3 separate regions of the Gossypium hirsutum genome follow, and regions 1 and 3 are each linked to region 2. The links are chromatin contacts, called in public Hi-C maps. All regions are on one chromosome and are shown on one strand. Each heading gives the region's core, a stretch centred on a gene start, on an enhancer-like site or on the middle of the called end of the contact. The rest is flanking DNA. Distances are from core to core; before and after follow the strand shown. Region 1 holds the start of LOC121211341 (pentatricopeptide repeat-containing protein At5g66631). Region 2 holds the start of LOC107925663. Region 3 holds the start of LOC107926505 (protein DA1-related 1).

Region 1 (2,700 bases), core at 129-2,628, 730 kb before region 2:
AGCAACCTGATGGTGCTGAAAGGCAATATCATTTGCTCCCTCCTTACTTTATTTATAAGTTTATCTACTAATTCAACATTTCCATGGCGTGCCAGTAGAGTCATCATTCTTTGCACTGTGTAAATGTCATGACTGAATCCTGGCTGAGAAGCTACCCAACAGAAGAAATTCCAAGCTGTCTCAGGTGAAGTGAAATTCCTCAGAACTTTGCAAACCAACCTACTAGTCCACACAAATTTAGCATCTTCTAATATAGTTACCACTTCAGGACTCCATTGTTTTAAGGCATTTGCCAAAGCTTTTGGATCCAACCATGGTTTCAGTTTGACCGTATGAACATCAACTCCCTCATTTACATCATCGTCACCATCCTCATCCTCATCCTCGTCACTACTATCCTCACAAGAACCTACACTCTTGATCCTTCCATCAGGCAACATTTCTACAAGAAACTCATCCGTCTCACCAGCAAACCCTGCCTCCTTCATTCGTTCCAAATATATTCGCATTGCCCGTCCAGGAAGTTTCCCATCCTCCCTCATTTCTTTAAGCAAACTTTTCACCACATCAAACCGTTCTCCACCAACAAACCCTTCAACCAAAATCAGAAACTGTTTCAAAGTCCTCTTTATTCTCATTGAAGGCAACACAGTGAACACTTCCATAGCGGCATCCAACTTCCCTAACCTTACAAGATGCTCTATCAAAATCGTGTAAGTCCTGGAATTTGGAATCACTCCTTGATCAATCATACCTCGAAAAGCTTCCACGGCTTCAAAATTCATATCCTTTTTAGCATAAAGCCCCATGACAATGTTGTGAGCCTCTGTTGATAGGCGATTTTCCTCATTCCTATACTCTTCCCATGTTTCCAAAACTTTTTGAAGGTCCCCAGCAGTAGAATACCAAAACAAAAGGTTCATGAAACTGGCTTTAACATTGTTAAATTTTCTATCTTTAGCGTCACCGATCAGGGCCTTGAGTTCCACCTTTCGCTTGAACTTAGCAAGAACAGTAGCAAAAGCAAAAATAGTATTCTGTGAATGCGCAAAGTTTGGAACTTGCTTAAGGTTTTCAAAGAAAGAAATGGCAGAGTCCGCTGAAGGAGCAGAACGAAAAGCGTTAGCAACAACGAAGGAGTCAAGGAGTCGAGTTTGGAGAAGAGGGTTGAGTGAGTTAGGAGAGTTGGAACGGAGAGCGAGTCGGATTGAGTCAATGAGCTTGGCTCGGTGAAGGTAATGAGTAAGTTTGTTGGGGAATGGGTCGCGTGCAAAGGAGCGAACTTGTTGGTTTAGGAGGCTAAACAGGTTTTTAGAAGGCGAGAATCGTTCAAAAATCATTGCAATTTTATCAAAATGGAAAGACTGGGAAATAATCATCAAGCTAGCTTTGGGTCATGGTTTTTTGCGATGACAAAAACACGAACAGTTGGTCTGCATGCGAGATCTTTGACAAATCATGTCTTCAACGGCTGGATCGCGCCCTTTGAATTATTACGGGTCTAACTCTGAGGTCGCATCTGCCATTTGCCATGGCTTGTGATAAGGGTTAAAAGGTCGAAACTTGGGAATTCTGACCCAAATTTGAAATCACAACCAAATTAAATTAACAATTCAACATATATAACAGACTTTATAAAATTATCAAAATATGCCGATTTTTAGACACTTCTAGTTGGAAGTGTTTTTAGGTGAAATGTAGAAAAACGTTTCCAGCTAAAATCGCTTTCTGCCATGTTACTAGTAAAATGCTTCCAGCCGAAAGCGTTTATAAAAAATGCTTCTAGTTAGACGCATTTTTCACCCAATGACTAATTTTAAAGGAGCGGACGAACTCAGTTGGGGGTCCGCCGTGTTTGTGATATTGTACCGAGATATGTGTCGGGTGAAACAATCACGAAAAATCAAAATTGGTAGTTACATTTTACTATTGCAATCATGAGCGTGGTACTGATTTCCATTTTTGTGTCCTCGAGTGAACTACCCGTATACATTCCCACTCATAACAATGTAAAATTCATTAGATATTACCAAAATAAAATTGAATAAAATTAAAATTAAAATTATTGTGCTAACAAGTTTTTTAAATAGATGGAACCGTTGGCTAAGTCCATAGGATTACCTACTAAGCTTCAAGATATACGGCTTCTATTAGACCAACGACCAGAAGATGAGGTATCTATTTATTTAAATTCGAACTATATAATATTAACGTAGTGGATTTTGTATTTAGTAGTATATATATAACTAATGTTTTTTTATCCATTGGTAGTGTACACTACCGTCGAGATGCACAAGACCAATAAAGCATTGCGGTAGTTCGGATTCCGGCAGTTGATTCACGTGGCTCCTCAAGACCTTGATTATTTGCATCCTATCAACTTGCGGCGGTCAGATGAGAATTGGTCGGTATTTCACTCCTAACATATCAACATGTGAAATAATCGGTATGATTTCTTACCTACTAGTGAACCTATTGTCGCTCCGGAGTTAGCATGTGATCCAAAGTACATGTAACACCCTAAACCCGGCCTAGACGTCTAGACCAAATTTGGAGAGTTACATCATCAATACTAAAAATACCACAATTATAACGCAGTCAAAATAAGTCATTCATCACATAATATCCATCACAACAATTAACTAAGCATAAAATCTTCACAAATACCATAACATCATAAAATACTAAAATTCCTAGTAG
Region 2 (2,700 bases), core at 120-2,619:
ATCCATTAGTTTATTATAGACAGGACTTTTGGATTTTTCTGCATTCTCATTATAAAAAAGCTGCCAAGTAAACAATTATTAATAGAAAGTTTTTCAATAAGCAAACTCTTTATTTATCTTCCTTGTTGCAGTGATTATTAAAAAAAAAAAAACCTTTTTTTCTCAGTAGTTGAGTATGGCGACAAAAAGAGAGACCTGGCCACCTTACAACACGCACAACCTTACTTTATTATTTTTACTTTTTTCTATTGATATTATAGAAGGTCAAAGCTCCTTAATCATATATGTGTGTGCATATGTACATATATTTTATTGATTATTTTAATTATGTGGATTCTATGACAAATGTTAGTCTCTTTGATACTGCAAGACAATATGGGTATCTGGTTAGGAACCTATTTTGTCCTAAAAGAAAGAAGATTTAGACAAAGAGAAACCCCACAAAACCCTCATATTCCTTTAGGCATCCAATGTTTTACCTTTCATCCCTTTTGAGGTTCAGAGGCTACTTTTTTTTTTAAAACTTTTTATGCCTGTGTTAGAAACTTACATTTGGACATAATTGAAGTCCTTGATTAGTGTTCATAATCCGTTATTTTTGGAAGCACTTGCTTTTCAGAAGAACTGAGACTGTTAACGATTTATTGGATATTATATGGACTGCCTGTTTGATAATATATTAATGAAATTTGGGGGGGGGGGTTTGCCAGATACCCCAAATTATTTGCTACAGCATTGTTTGTACAAGATTAGTTGAAAAACCAACTCAGATACCAGATTTGGTTGTAGATTAGGGGAACTCATGGCCTTTGGGTTGAAATAATTCAACAAATAATCAAACTAACCATCATTTCACCTATATTAAACAACCATTTTAATACTGTAAATGATGATTTTGTTAAATGTCCAGTTGCCAATCATGAGACAGAAACTTTTGTCATGTGTATGTACACATGTGATAGGGTGGTGTTCACATTTGTGTCAAACAAGTAGGTGAATAGAATGCACCAAGATCAAGTTAAGTGCTGAGCTAACTTCATGGCTACAGTAAAGTTGGAGGGGGACCTTCTTTTGTTCTTTTCAGATTGGTGGAGAAAAAAGATGTACATGTTAGCTAAGACAAGAATTTCAGGTGGCCAGATTTCTGTACCTCTCCAGTTTTGGCTTATTACTAAATGAAATCAATGGAAATTAAATAATACTTTGGTAATTAAAAGAAAATTTAATGGCTACCCATGTCTCTAATACTAATCCTATGTCTAACATACATGAAACTGAATGGATTGTAGAATCACACAAAGTGATACATAGTAATTAGTACAGGATGAGACAGGGAAGGAGGGATGGTCACCAACTCCCACTTGCTCTTCAACAATGGAAGGGAAAAAAGAAATTAGAAATTGACTAATGGAGGTATCAATAAATATATGATTGTGAGGGCTAAAATATTCTTTTCTCTAAGCTCTAAATAGTTGTAGGTATTATTTATCTTTCTTCAATTTGTCTACTTTAAGATCTCTGGTAGTCGGTTGATTGAAGAACAGTGACTACTTTTGGACATTTGACAATTGACGTTAAAGGGGGGATAATGTCAAAAAAACAAAGCTTGAGTTGTGTTGTGTTGGGGGTATACCTATGCCAACTTTCCTCTTCCCTTGAAGCCCACGAGCTGGTTTTACATCTTTTAATGTAAAGAAAAAGAAAGAAAGAGAGCCTCCTTAATTTACAAAAGCTAACTGGTTTCTTGAGTGAGTGAAAATTGAGCAACTTAAGAAAAAAGAGAAAGAAACGCTGGTCAAAAGCCAACAAAGTCTCATTTTTCCTTATCCGTATTTGTGGGTTTTATGCAAAAGCATATTTCAGACTTCTGCTAATTTTCAGACTGGTGTTTTTTATCAGCAAAATGATCACTTTCTGCATTGTGGGTAGTTCCTTGAAGTCCCAGTACACTTGAAAATGCAAGAAGACAAGTTTAGTTTTGGAGTGTAATCAAGGGTCTCTAAGAACCCCCATTTGTTCTTTCTCTTCTCTCAAATTGTGTGTAGTGCACTCTGCTGGTTCATCTTCCTCAGTAACCCCCTGGTGTTCCCCTTGTTTTTTTCTTTTAGAGCCTAACTGGTAAAAGCCTTGATACATTTTCATCTGTCTTTTGGTTTTTCTGCTCAGATATAACGCAATTTATCTCTGATGCTATTTTTCTCAGTGATGGGGTTTCAACTTCAAGGCAGTGGAGAAAGTGAAATGTTGGGGTTGAAAGTGACATCTTCAAGGCATAAGCGTTCCAAGAGGTGACCCTTCAAAAAAAAGACTTTTGTTTGTTTGGGATCACCTTTCTTGTAAAATGTTAAGCTTTTTGTCTAACAGGAACGAGTTCTGAAATGGGGTTTGCTTAAAGAAAAACTGGGAACTTTAAGCATTTACAGAAGTAGAAAACCTTAAAGGCACAATTGGCTATTAATTTGGCTCTATGTCCATACCCCCTACTTTTGGTTGTTCATTAAATGCATTCAGGGGTCCAAATGGAGTTTGAAAATTAGCTTCTGTCATTAAATGTTTCTTTTCTTTGCTAAAGATTTTTTGTTTGTTCTTTATTTTATAAGTATCGCTTGTAATTAATAAGTCAGAGGTGAGTTACTTGCAAGCAAATGAAAACCGTTTTTGAGATGGTTTTCAGAAAATGGTAGCTAAGTGGATCACTGA
Region 3 (2,700 bases), core at 8-2,507, 710 kb before region 2:
AACACTGATGATATCTGAACACAAGCAACCAGTGAATACTTATAAAGAACAGGGCAGTACTGTTGAACGGCGAGGTTCATCCCAAGTTCTACCATCTCCATATCTCTCATGATATCGCCCTTTATTACTTGAACCTTTAAGAATCTTGGTCAGCCAACCCATTATTTGAAATGCTTTTTGCTAACCAAGCAGTGTTCTTTTGCCTGCAACACCAAGTCATCCAGTTAGGAAAGCAAAAACAATTTTGACTCCCGAAATGGAATTGCAACTATAACTATAGATAGGGGAAAGCCATTATTAGAAAACAATAAGTGTTTATATAGCGTTAGATATGATTCTCGTAAAATATATAAAGGAGTTTCCACTTTAGGAGGCATTATCTAAATTGACCGACTGTCAAGGCTGTTGACTTCAATCATACAAAAACTATTTTTAACATAAATAATAGATAAAAGAGAAACTAGTCAATGACAGTACAAGTTTTGACCCAAATCATAAAACTCAAAGGGGTTACCAAATGCAATGAAATTTTCTTAAGTACAATATGGATTTCCCAAATTCAATCCCATAAAATAAATTTCCCCAAGGACCAGAATCCAATTTCCCAGACTTTCCTACAATTATTGCTTTCGGTGGCCTTAAATTGCCTCATCTCATCTCATCTCCTCTCATATTCATATAAATATGTAAGCACTCAAAACTAGAAGAACCAATATTGATGAGTAAAACAAATTATATATAAATACTGGAAATCAAAATGATATCAAACAATAGGCGACGAAGTGAATAAAGAAAAAAGTTAAAAAGAAACAAAGACTAACCAAAGAGTGAAGAATATGCAGAAACAGCAGAACCTGATGAATCCCAGATCAGGAACAACACGAAATTGATATGAATGCATAGTCATGGAATTATAGGAGACAAAAGGATATTCCAAGTTAGACCCTTAATTGCCATCATCTTAGAAAGAAAATAGAAAAAAACTGACCTTTCTTTTCTTCTTGTGACAGACAAAAAAAAAAGAAAGAAAGTGTTAAATAACCAATTCCTAGTGAAAGATAAAGTAGAAAAAAGTAGAGAGTATGAATTAAAAAGAGAGCTTGAATCCTAAGCAAAAACAAAATCACAGTGAAAGCAGGGTTGGGAAATTGAAAATAGCGATCATCCGGGTGTATGATGTTTAGCGTAACAACCACCAAAAAGATTGGTTTTTTATAAAGCAGATTAAAGGAATGAAGAAAAGGCATATGGGTTTGTTGAATTGTTACATTAACAAGTGGGTCCTTCATGTTATTGCCCATTTTCCACCACACTCCACTACACGTCAATAACACTTCAGCTTTTTTTGCTTTTCTTGTTGAAAAACATGACAATGAGAGAGGGAGAGAGAGAGGAAAGAAAAGAAGGTAGGACTTGAATTTCATTTCTTGATCTTCCTTTTGCAGTTGAGTTTTGTGGGGGGCACTTGCAGTTACTCTGTACTTACTCTGGTTTATTTTGTGTCCCTAGTTTTAGCACCCCTCCTTTTAGGTCACTGCCCCACGAATCACATTATGTTAAATGGCAAAACAATAAGCTCACCCTTTTTTTTAATAATAACCCATTAATAAATTGTTGAAGCTGGTTTAATTTGATTCAAAATATGAGTACATTATGCATTATTATTTAATATCATATTAAGAAGTTCTCTATATTAAAAGTTAGATTATATTTTGTCTAGAAAAAATAGTTAAATTAACATTTGTAAATTAGATTAAAGAACAAACTAGTTTTTCTATTAGAATTTTATCTATTTAATTTATAAAGGAATCATCTATTTTTATTATTAAAAATTACTTTTTATATGTCAATATAAGGTACACATAACACGACATATGTCATTGTCGGGTTTTCTTATACCAATTTTTAACCATATAAATAGATAAAATTTTTAATAAAAATGACAAATTTACTCTTTTTAAATAGATACGACAAAATATAATCTAACTCTTAGTTCAAGAATCTCTATGGAACTTTTGGCCAATATTCTACAACCAACCAATGTCGCCCTTTTGAATTATTTTTATTCTTTCAGTTTACTATTTAAAATTTTTTTTATCTCACTTAAAGTTTCATTAGTTTATTCATTTTTTAAAAAAAAACTCCTCAAAAATAAACCCAAACCAGCAAAAATAGTAAAATTTTCAAGAAACAAGTTAAAAAACTACTCCTAATGTCAATACCAAATAGCTTGAAAAGATAACCCTTCATTTTTTTCTTTTCTAAAGGAAGCTTAAAAAGTAAATTTGAAAGATCCATTATCCATAGAAACATTTTTTATATGATAATCAATCATCTGCAATATATACATATAAGGTTCCTAATGAGTGTATAAGCATGTGCATGCTTTTTTTGTTTACTATTCTATTTCTTGTATCCAACACCATACCTTTCATTTGCATGTGCCCTCAATCTAGAGACAGCTAAATTTCATGAGTCTAAGTGCTTGTTCAGATTATACTTAATCAATAATTTATTTAAAAAAAAAGTTTACTCAAATTAGTCAGTGCATGCAAGACTTTATTGGTTTGTTATAGATTAGGTGATATATTTATATAAATAAAAATAAATAAATTATAGTTTTCTTGTTCGGTTGCGTATAGATGTGTAGCTTTCAGGCTGCTTTTTATTGATGGCAGTTAATTAGGTGCTAGCTGAAGT

What was found. A called contact is a pair of places that touch in the nucleus more often than the background predicts.
Region 1: a contact with region 2 is called in a Hi-C map of leaf, with 3 times the contacts expected there. The contact joins the promoter of LOC121211341 here to the promoter of LOC107925663 in region 2. A contact is called at or near these places in 3 of 34 Hi-C or Micro-C datasets (leaf and petal).
Region 3: a Hi-C map of leaf shows a contact between it and region 2, with 2.2 times the contacts expected there. The contact joins the promoter of LOC107926505 here to the promoter of LOC107925663 in region 2. A contact is called at or near these places in 6 of 34 Hi-C or Micro-C datasets (hypocotyl, leaf and petal).

What each region holds. Positions count from the first base shown.
Region 1 is chrA12:16,604,055-16,606,754 of Gossypium_hirsutum_v2.1, forward strand. It overlaps LOC121211341 (pentatricopeptide repeat-containing protein At5g66631), which reads right to left and starts at 1,379. Exons shown (of 3, transcript XM_041084055.1): 1 at 1-1,379. The coding sequence starts at 1,379.
Region 2 is chrA12:17,330,842-17,333,541 of Gossypium_hirsutum_v2.1, forward strand. It overlaps LOC107925663, which reads left to right and starts at 1,370. Exons shown (of 12, transcript XM_016856376.2): 1 at 1,370-2,118; 2 at 2,204-2,288. The coding sequence starts at 2,206.
Region 3 is chrA12:16,622,917-16,625,616 of Gossypium_hirsutum_v2.1, forward strand. It overlaps LOC107926505 (protein DA1-related 1), which reads right to left and starts at 1,258. Exons shown (of 13, transcript XM_041084056.1): 1 at 989-1,258; 2 at 822-854; 3 at 61-203. The coding sequence starts at 162.